2 separate regions of the Mus musculus genome follow, and region 1 is linked to region 2. Evidence: chromatin contacts called from public HiChIP or PLAC-seq data. All regions are on one chromosome and are shown on one strand. The core of a region is the stretch at or near the end of the contact, and the rest is flanking DNA. Distances in the headings are between cores, read along the strand shown. Region 1 holds the start of Mtarc1 (mitochondrial amidoxime reducing component 1). Region 2 overlaps Dusp10 (dual specificity phosphatase 10).

The links. HiChIP or PLAC-seq counts read pairs in DNA pulled down with a chosen protein or histone mark.
Region 1: a contact with region 2 is called in an HNF4G HiChIP or PLAC-seq map of pancreatic cancer cells. The contact joins the promoter of Mtarc1 here to the enhancer-like site in region 2. A contact is called at or near these places in 2 of 39 promoter capture datasets (the 3T3-L1 cell line and liver), 3 of 115 datasets of contacts at active chromatin or transcription factors (astrocytes, embryonic stem cells and pancreatic cancer cells) and 1 of 9 other capture datasets (embryonic tail).

What each region holds. Positions count from the first base shown.
Region 1 is chr1:184,808,250-184,813,048 of GRCm38.p6, reverse strand. It overlaps Mtarc1 (mitochondrial amidoxime reducing component 1), which reads left to right and starts at 1,749. Exons shown (of 7, transcript NM_001290273.1): 1 at 1,749-2,203. The coding sequence starts at 1,920.
Region 2 is chr1:184,057,693-184,062,373 of GRCm38.p6, reverse strand. All of the region lies in intron 2 of Dusp10 (dual specificity phosphatase 10), which reads right to left. Among named protein-coding and RNA genes, the nearest start is that of Dusp10, 26 kb to the right of the region's middle. Within about 2 kb of position 1,738, at least 67 of the 459 cell types and tissues checked have an H3K27ac peak or open chromatin away from gene starts, as enhancers often do. A contact at or near this core is called in liver and pancreatic cancer cells, where this site is marked.

The DNA.
Region 1 (4,799 bases), core at 500-2,999, 750 kb before region 2:
TGCTTCTTACTCATTTTACAAGATCACCACGTGTCTTCCCTGGGTTCTAAGCCTTAATTGGTCACTGGTGTGTACAGGGCACTTCTCAACCTGTGGGTCACGATCCTTCCACAGGGGCCACATATCAGATATCCTGCCTATCAGGTATTTACGATACGATTCCTAACAGTAGCACTATTACAGGTATGAAGTAGCAGTGAAAAGAATTTTATGGTTGGGGGTCGCCACCACATGAGGAGCCGTATTAGGAAGGTTGAGAACGGCTGGTCTAAGGCATATAGCTGATGATGTCAAAAGACATATCATCCATGGGGGACAGCTGTTGCTCCTTCCGTCTTCTCCTTCGCTGGGTCCTGGGCCCTTGGCTTCCAGCAGGCTGTGAGGTAAATGTGGGATATGAAGCTGTATCCTGAGTCAATTTTACCTGACAAGCCAAGGGAAGGAAGCAGATGGTCAGGAAGGGGCCAGCCCTCAGGAGACTTCCTTCCTCCCCAGCTAGGCTACACCTCATCATTTACTTCAGCCTCCCCAGATAGCGCCACCAGCCGGGGGGACATGCAAGCTAGAGGGTGACATTTCATGCCCAAACCCAGGGAAGTGAGTCGCCCAGCTAGCTGAGGCCAGTGTGTGCTAGCGTTCTGCTTGCTTCTCCCACTCTCCACACAGTGGCCTCTCTACAGGGCACCTCTACAGGGCGTCCAACTCAGCCGGCAGCACATTGCCTGGCCTCGGCTGGCCTCCATGATACCTCATTCTTGCATTTCCACGTGAACATCGAGTTTTGGGGACTGCCCCCTCTGCTTTAGGATGCTGCCCATCAGCAGAACTATTCTGGTCAAAGTGTGATCCTACCCATCAGACCCTCCCGTGTTTCAGGCGGTCTGAGGCTTTGTCAGAACTCTGTGGAATCTCCCTCTGGGAGGCAGGCTCTCCCTCCGATTGATTGATGGCTCCCAGCCATCTCCTTCTCTCACCTTGAGACTTGGGATGGGGTGAAGTCGGGGGAGTCCCAGTTTCTTGGTCCACTGTTTCAAGAGTCTGTTGGCTAGAGGGAAGGGCACAAGCTTCTCTTCAGAGAAATCTTTATTCCTGCAGCCAGGTTCATCCCCGCACTGCCCCTTGGCTGTAAAATCCCCAGCCCTTGTTTCAGTACAAAGTCCAGTCTCTCTGCCTTAACTTAGTAGAGAAAATGCTCTGGTTAGAACAGTCTTGAATAAATATGACATTTTAGCAGCTTGACACACCAAACAGGTGCCTAAGGCGCCCAAGGTACCTTGATGGTCTTGTCTTTGTTGTTCAAGATGCGGTAGCCTTCGGAAGAGATACCTGGCAGTGCAAGTCCACATTAGGACGCAGGGAAAAGAGGGGCGTGTGGGTGGGGGGTGCGGGGGGCGGGTGTCTACGAATAGCTGCAGCCCAGGATTGGCCCTGTAGATCCTCAAGGCTGGTCAGATCTTTTCCCTTCATATCCCAGCTGGTTGGAAGCACCCTGGCTGCTGCCAAACTGCTCCCCACAGACCCCAGAGGGGCGGCTGCCCGCAGCCTGGTTTCTAATTTCAAAATCACGCCACGTTCTGCAAACGTTGTGTGTTTTAGGTCAAATAAACAACTCTGCAAACATGTAAATAAGCTGCTCTGCACTGATTGATCCTGGGAGAGGGTCAGCGAGGGAGGGAAGGGGAGGGAGGGAGGGAGGGACCGAAGGGGGGGAAGGCAGCGGAAAGTAGGGGCAGGCGGTGAGATTCCACAGCTGAGCCACCACCTCCCGCCCAGGCCGAATGAAGATGCACAATTTGGATTGGAGGGGAAGGGTCAGGAGCTGCTGACCTTTGGGCTCAGGCCCAGGCCGCTGGCCACAGTAGCTCTTGGTCCAGTCGGCGCCGGAGGTGTATCAAGCGCTCATCCCGCCCTCTCCAGTCATGGGTGCGGGGTCCTGGGCGCTGACCCTCTTCGGCTTCTCCGCGTTTCGGGTCCCGGGCCAGCCGCGGTCCACCTGGCTCGGCGTCGCCGCGCTGGGACTGGCCGCGGTGGCCCTGGGGACAGTGGCCTGGCGTCGTGCGCGTCCCCGGCGACGCCGGCGGCTACAGCAAGTGGGAACGGTGGCACAGCTCTGGATCTACCCAATCAAGTCCTGCAAGGGGTTGTCGGTGAGCGAGGCAGAGTGCACTGCCATGGGGCTGCGCTATGGCCACCTGCGCGACAGGTACGCTGAGCACCGAGCATCACCACGCTGACCTAGGCTGTGTGGGTGTGGGGAGGTCAGCGGGGTCCGCTCGCCGGTCCCTTCTTACTCAGACTAGAGACCGGAGGCTGGGAAAGGGGTGGTGAGAAACGGAAAAAATGAACTTCACCCTCCGCCAGCCAACTCGGGGGACCTGGAACTCTGAAGTTCCCGGGTTTCACGCTTCCTGGAGTTGGACATCTCTCTATCCATCCTCTCGTGGCTATTTCAAATCTTGTGGTGTTAGACGAGGCATTTCTCACGCCGGCCAATCCGCAAGAAGAAACTTCAATCTCCCTCCACCCAGGGACCCTGAAGGGACTGGTCCTTGGTTACTTTACTCTCAGTGATAGTCTTAAATTTAGAAAAACTAAGACAATAGATCCTGGATCCTAGGCACGGCTCATCCCTGTTAGTGCAGTAGTTGAGCATGCATGACAGCTTAAGAAAATAAGCTGTGAGTGTTATTTCCCCAAGGCTCTTGTCAGATAAAGGTTCTGCACTGGGTGGGGGGGGGGGCAACCTGGGATTTGTAAACAGCGACTAAGAGTCCAGCTGAGGAGTGACCCCTGTCGCCGGGACTTCAGCGAAGGTTCAGCAGCTCTGCTCTCTTCAGGTCTGGTCTCCCACCAGCTCTGGGCATCACTGGAAGGCTGCGTATCAGGATCCTCAGGCCTCTCCTTCAGCAGAGGACACAGGCTAACAGAGGCTGCGACCTCCCCGTCTCAGCTCTCTAAAGCTAACACAAGCCATTCGCCTCAGATCAGGCCGGTCCAGTGGACATGCTGACCGACTGGTTCAGGAAGAAGAAATGGAGATTTTTGCTCCAAAGCCCTTCTTGTCTCATAGCTGATTTACGGGTGGCTTTTACATAAGGTTGATGGGCAGTTACAGATGAGTGGGTTCCTCGGTTCAGTGTGGACCTTGTAATGTGAGACTGCTCTCCGCCCGCCCCAACCCCCCCCCTCTCCCCATCACCTGTGTTTTGCAATTCTTCATATCTCAAGAACCAAAGATCATTAGAGGCTGACTCTCCTTCACTAGAAAATACACCAATGGTCCTTTCACTGAGACACAGCAGTTCTGGACAAAGTTCAAAGGTCAGCTGCTCACCTCTGCTCCAGGCAGTCAGGAACCCTAACTATTCCCTGTTTTGAGCAGTGGGATCCCACATACACTAGCTTCTTGTCTATAGATCGATTCTGTCAGCCTCAGAGGCAAAGGGCATTGCCATTTTATTACCGTATTGATTCAGAAAACATGTTCTGAATTGCACCACAGCTGTGGTGTCAAATTCTTCACTTTCGTCACAAGCTCTCAGGGAACATAAGCAATAAACAAATAAATAACAACAAATGCAAACAGCCAAACATACAATGAGGGGGACAGTGACAAGTGACAGAGAAGAGAGAGGAAGGGTCCGGGAGGCTGCCTAGGGGGTACTCAGGGAAAAATTAGAAGAAAAAAAAAGTCAATTGCTTGCACTGAAAACTAGAAAACAGCCAGGCCCTTTCCAGGCAAGTAAATTAGAAAACCATTCTAGATAGATGGGAAAAGACACCAGGCTTAAACATGTTCTAACGTGTTTACCAGGAGGAGTTGAAAACAGGGGACGGGGAACACTGAAACTTGACTGTGCACAGCGGCGAGTAAGAAGGGGAGATGACCCAAGTGTCCATCAGGGGGTGAGGAAATTAAATAAAATGTGGTTTATACAGACACTGGAATATCACCCAGCCTCGGCAAGGAGTGCAGTTGTGGTGCCTGTAATAACACAGACGGACAACGAAAACACAACGCTAATTTAACTGAGCAGGACAGAGGGACTAGTTGTACAGGATTTCAGCTCCAACTCCTTGACTCCAAATTCATAAACGGAAGTAGGAGAGGAGGTTCTGGGGCTGGAGGGGGTGGCGGGTGCAGTGAGTTGCTGCTTACTGGGCGCAGAGTTTCTGTTTGAAAAGATGAAACTTTGGAAGCTGTGGTGAAGGTTGAGCAACGCTGAACGCCGGAGGGCCATTACTCGCATACTTTGTTGGTTATTGGTGGTCAGTGGCTGGGCTGGGCCTTTCCTGAGTTCTTGGCCCCGTCTCCAACGTTCTTTTCTTTTCTCTCTTTCTTTCTTTTTTAAATCAGGGCGTGCCAAAAACTTTGTTTGAAGCAAAGCAACAGTACAAGTGTTAGACTCTAGCGTCTAGAGGAATACGCTGTCGAGACTGACAGAGGCCACATGAGTAAGATCACTCAAGGGCTCTCATTATCGTTCCAGGCCAAGAGAATGAGGATCTACGTACTGTGAGCTGTGATGTGGGCGGTCCTCTGCCTTGACTGACACATTAGGCCATATACTAGCTTTTTACAGGTCATGTACCTTTCCACAGAGCATTAGTACCAATTATATGAATGCGCACTTATTTATAGGCATAGGATGGTAAATGGGGGTATCCTGATATCCTGATTTTTTTTTTTTTTTTTTGCCGTCAGCTCAACACAATTTAGACTTATCTGGGAAGAGGAAGCTCTGTTGAGAACATGCCTAGAGACAAGTCTGTGGGGCATTTTTTGATTAACGTTAGAG
Region 2 (4,681 bases), core at 489-2,988:
ACCATTTGTGAACACTAAAACATAAAGTAAACCTCTCTCTCCCTGTCTACTTTAGTGACAAATCCTAGGTAGAGGCCACTTCAAAAATGCCATGTATGGCCAGGCATGTTTACCTAATATTTGCCCTCACAATGGGGAGCCTGGAGGTAGGAGGATCAAGACTTCAAAGCCAGCCTCAGTTATATAGAAAGGTCTAGGCCAGCCTAAGCTACATGAAATCCTATTTCAGAAAGAAAAACAAAACCCATCACAAACTATCTTTGGACCTCGGTCTAAAGGTCATTTCTCTTCTTTGTGTTCATGAATCTGACTCAGTTGGATTTCATAACATTTAGAGAGGTAAAGGGAGAAAAATCTGGTAAACCTATACCAGAATTTGCTTGAATTTGGAACTCATTGAATCTTTTTTTTGGATTCTTGTGTTGGACAAAAGAATATGACAGGCCATAGATGCTTACAGGAAGTAGACACCTCTGCACAATCTTCTAAGCATGGGTATTTCTGCTTCCCTCCTGGTGCCTACCACTCCTCTGCCTGAATCATGCTGTGTGTTGAAAAACAAACAAAACCTAGCCTTCTGGAAAGAAGCTATCCCAGACTATGAAGGCACTGAGAGACTCCAAACCAGTAACTGCTCCCTCCTGATTTCCTTGTGCCCTTAGTAAGAGGCTTCTTTCTAAATCTGTGGTGCAATGGACTCATCCACGAGCAGTTAGAGGGCCAGTTGCTTATGTTTTGTTCATGATTCTTCAGCTGTTTCCTTTGATAGCATCATTAGTACCCTCCAGAGGAATGTGCTTTTAAACAATCATGCCTGGGGTGTTGAGTGATGGCTTGGTCACTACACAGTCCTTACTCTGCAAGCATGAGGGCCTGAGTTTGGATTCCCTAGGACCCATGTAAGAAACATGGCTGGATGCCCCAAGTCCCAGCACTGGGCAGACAGAGACAGGAGGGTCCCCAGAGTTCCCTGGCTAGCAAACAGAGAGCTAAGTTGGTGAGCGTCAGGTTCAGCAAGAGACCCTGTCTCAGTAATGTGGAGTAATTGAATCAGACACAAAATGTTCAAAATGTCAACCTTTGACCTTCACACACACACACATACAGAGCTACATATACACACACACCCAAAATATGCTTGCCTAAATATTTATCTACAAAATGTCAAACTGAGTCAAAAGGACCTTATGATTTTTTTAAAAAAAATGAAAATCTAGCTTCCTTTGGAAGACTTCCAAGACATGGTGACTCTGGAGTGTTTTATCAGAGGGTGTGGGATTCCTTTCTGCCCCTGCCACTTCACTCTCCCCTCCTCTGAAGCAGTCCGGGGCTCTCCCAAGTCCATGCCTTAAAGAAGTGCTATAGAAATGGCTGAAGATTAAACTTCAGCCTGCTGAGGAGAGCCTGTTCTCATCAAAAAGGCAGACTCAGGTCAAAACCCCATGAAGGGGAAAAGCAGGGCTTCCACTACTCACACTACTCATCATAACCTTCAGACTTCAGGCCTTCATGAGGAGCCTGCATTGAGGAAGCCACACATTTCGTGTGTGTGTGTGTGTGTGTGTGTGTGTGTGTGTGTGTGTGTGTGCGTGTGTGTGCGTGCGTGTGTGTGTGTGTGTGTGTGTGTTTGTGTGTGTGTTTGAATAGCACAGACTGATTGTTTGAGGCTACTTCACAAGTATGTAAATACAGGCTGCTTCTTTAAACCTGTTAGCTCATTTATTTACATTAGTCCAGAAAGCACTGCCAGAAGCAACAGCTGATGACAGTCATGTAACTTTCCACAACGATGACAATTAAAGCGCTCTGGGCCTGCTTTCTCGTGCTTATGACTTTTATGTGAACCGGATTCAAACTGTAAGATCTTTGAGTCCCGTGCCAGGAACCGGCTTAGGCTTTGCACAAATCAGTGTGATTCCAAGGGGGAGCAGCCCCGGGCTCCTTCCCATGCACCTGCAGCTGGCTTCTGCCTCCTGCTTCACCCCTTTCCCCTATTCTGACATGGACATTATATTGTGACATGTGCGTGCCTGCCATCCGCACAAACAACAAGAAATAGGTTGGGTGAAGGAGCGGGTGAGAGAAGGTAAAAGGACAGTTACGTTCTGGCTACTCCAATCTTACAAGTCTTACAGTTTGGGCCCTTTAGCTGTGGGAGAGCTAGTTCCTGTTGCTTAAGTTACCCAGCCTGGGGTGTTTTGTTATAGCAACGTGCTGTGGTTTGGATGTTCTTTGAGCAAGGAATCAAAAGTTCAAATACTAAGAGCCTTGTAGGGTGGTGATGTTGACAGATGTTAGAACCTTTAACAGGTGGGGCATAGTGGGAGATCGTAAGGTCAACAGGTGCTGGGCTTGGAAGGGGTGAACACATTTCTTATATGACCCATGTGAGTACCAATGAGAGCAGGTCTAGGCCCTGAGTGTCTCTGGATTCCACTCTTGACATCTGATCTCTTTGGCACATACTTCCACAGCTGAAATATTATCCACGTAATCCATGGCAAAGCCCTCACCAGAGGCCCAACAGAGAGAGGCACTGGATCTCACACTCCTGACTTCTAAAACCACGAAAGCAACCAATATTTTCTTTATAAAGTATCCAGCACTGACTTTTGTTATCACAACAGAAAACTGACTAATACGTAACCCAAGCAAGCTAATATAGAGCCACTTTACATTTTATTTCTCAGTTTAACTCTCTCCATATAAGTGTCTGTATATTAGAATATCTGCTATTCAAGAGTCATGCCAGAACTTGTGGGCTACCTAAGACAAGGCTCCTGAGAGCCAACCTAAGGATATCATTACCTTATAGTCAAGCCAGATATGGTCCAAGGTTGAGATGGTAGTGGGGGTGGGAGGCTGCCTAACCCACCAGGCAAGCCATAAGAAGCAAGCATGTAGAACCTTCTCTTCGCCGGCAGCACTCACAAAAGTTATCCTTTCTCAGAAGAATCCCTCAACCTCATTATGGACAAGACCTGGCTCAAGCTCACCCTGAGGTATCTTTCTGAGCCAAGAACTGTTTTCCTTGGAGACCTTTTGTGTGTTTGGGAAACCCTACATTCTCTGGTTAATCAAGAGGGGAAGGGATGGGGGGACACACTGAGATGGCACTGCAAAGCTGAAGAGGAAGAATGTTAATAGTGTAGTGCTATTAAACAAAGTCATATTTTTCCCAAGAGTGAGCCACATACTCTATGCTGCTCATTTAATTCTCTGAAGGCAGGGCAAATATTCTTTACTTTTCAGGCAGAAGAAGCCTAAATAATCAAACATAGCTAAGCAAACAGATAAAGCTACTCATTAAACCAGCGCATGGCACAAAAGAAAAACTTACTTCACTATCCATGTATCCCTCCACCCCAGGACCATATTTATCTTATACCCCAAATTAAACACATCACAACTTCACAGCGAAAATATGTTTCCCAATGGGATTTAAGTAAAATCCAATAAATCTCTAGAAACATCAAGGGCAAGCTTCAAAAGACTACATTCTTCTACCATGAAGCATTCCCACTGGAAATTATATTCAGAGAAAGTCATCAGAAGTCATCTATGGGCCGGGCGGTGGTGACACCTTTAATCCCAGCACTTGGAAGGCAGAGGCAGTCGGATTTCTGAGTTCGAGGCCAGTCTGGTCTACAAAGTGAGTTCCAGGACAGCCAGGGCTATACAGAAAAACCCTGTCTCAAAAACAAAAAAAAAAAAAACAAAAAAACAAACAAACAAACAAAAAAGTCATCTATGGTCAGGAGAGGGGAGGAAAAGACGAGGGTTACAATGGAGACTGGGGTTGGGACCCATGCCTAATGGTGATGAACAGAACTGGCCAGTCAAATCCGTAAGCCACTCAACTTGTTTTGAAGGAAACCCCACACTCAAACAACAGCGTTTACAGCCATGGATTTTGTAATGATCTGCAGGTCAAAGGGCTTTGGCCTGGGGAATTCAGGAAGCGAGATGGGAGAAGCGCCACTGCTCCTATCACAATTTGGAATGCTTTCTTTAGCCAATGTTTTCAGTCCGCAAAAAATATATCGCAACAGCTTCTACTTCTGACTTCTGTAAGTCAGAGCTATAAGTCTATATTTGGCAAGAATAGTTAGCAACGATAAGTATATTAACCATCAACTGCCTGGAAGGGAAGGCAGGAGCTGCCTCTGCAGCCACATGCCAAAGTCAAATCACCCGCAATGGCTGAGCTCTGCAAGGTCAAACTGAAACCAGGCATGGTCTCCATTCCCACGAAGAGATAGGAGAAAGGGTCTGGAAACCTCTGGAGGTGGTTGTTGTAGTGCCAGGATATAGTAACGGGTCAAAAGCTGAGGTGTCCCCATCTGGTAGACCACATTATGGTCCAACCAATACAGCCTGCTGGTCTGGAGTGGGATCATAGATTATAAACATAAGCTCAAGGTTACTGGAGAACCATCCCAGTAACCATCCCTGCAGCCCAGGAGGGAAGAACAGAAACCTGACCCTGTTTGCACTCCACCTCTGGCACCGTCGGACTTCCTAGGCACATTCCCTGAAGGCCATATCCAACATGGTACAGCGGGGGGAAGACCTCCTGAGGGCAGGGAATCACAGAGTAGCTCTTCTTTCCACACTAAAGGGACTCGGCTTCTTGCTTATGACATTTATTGCCAACCTCTTGGATGCAAGCTCATTGGTT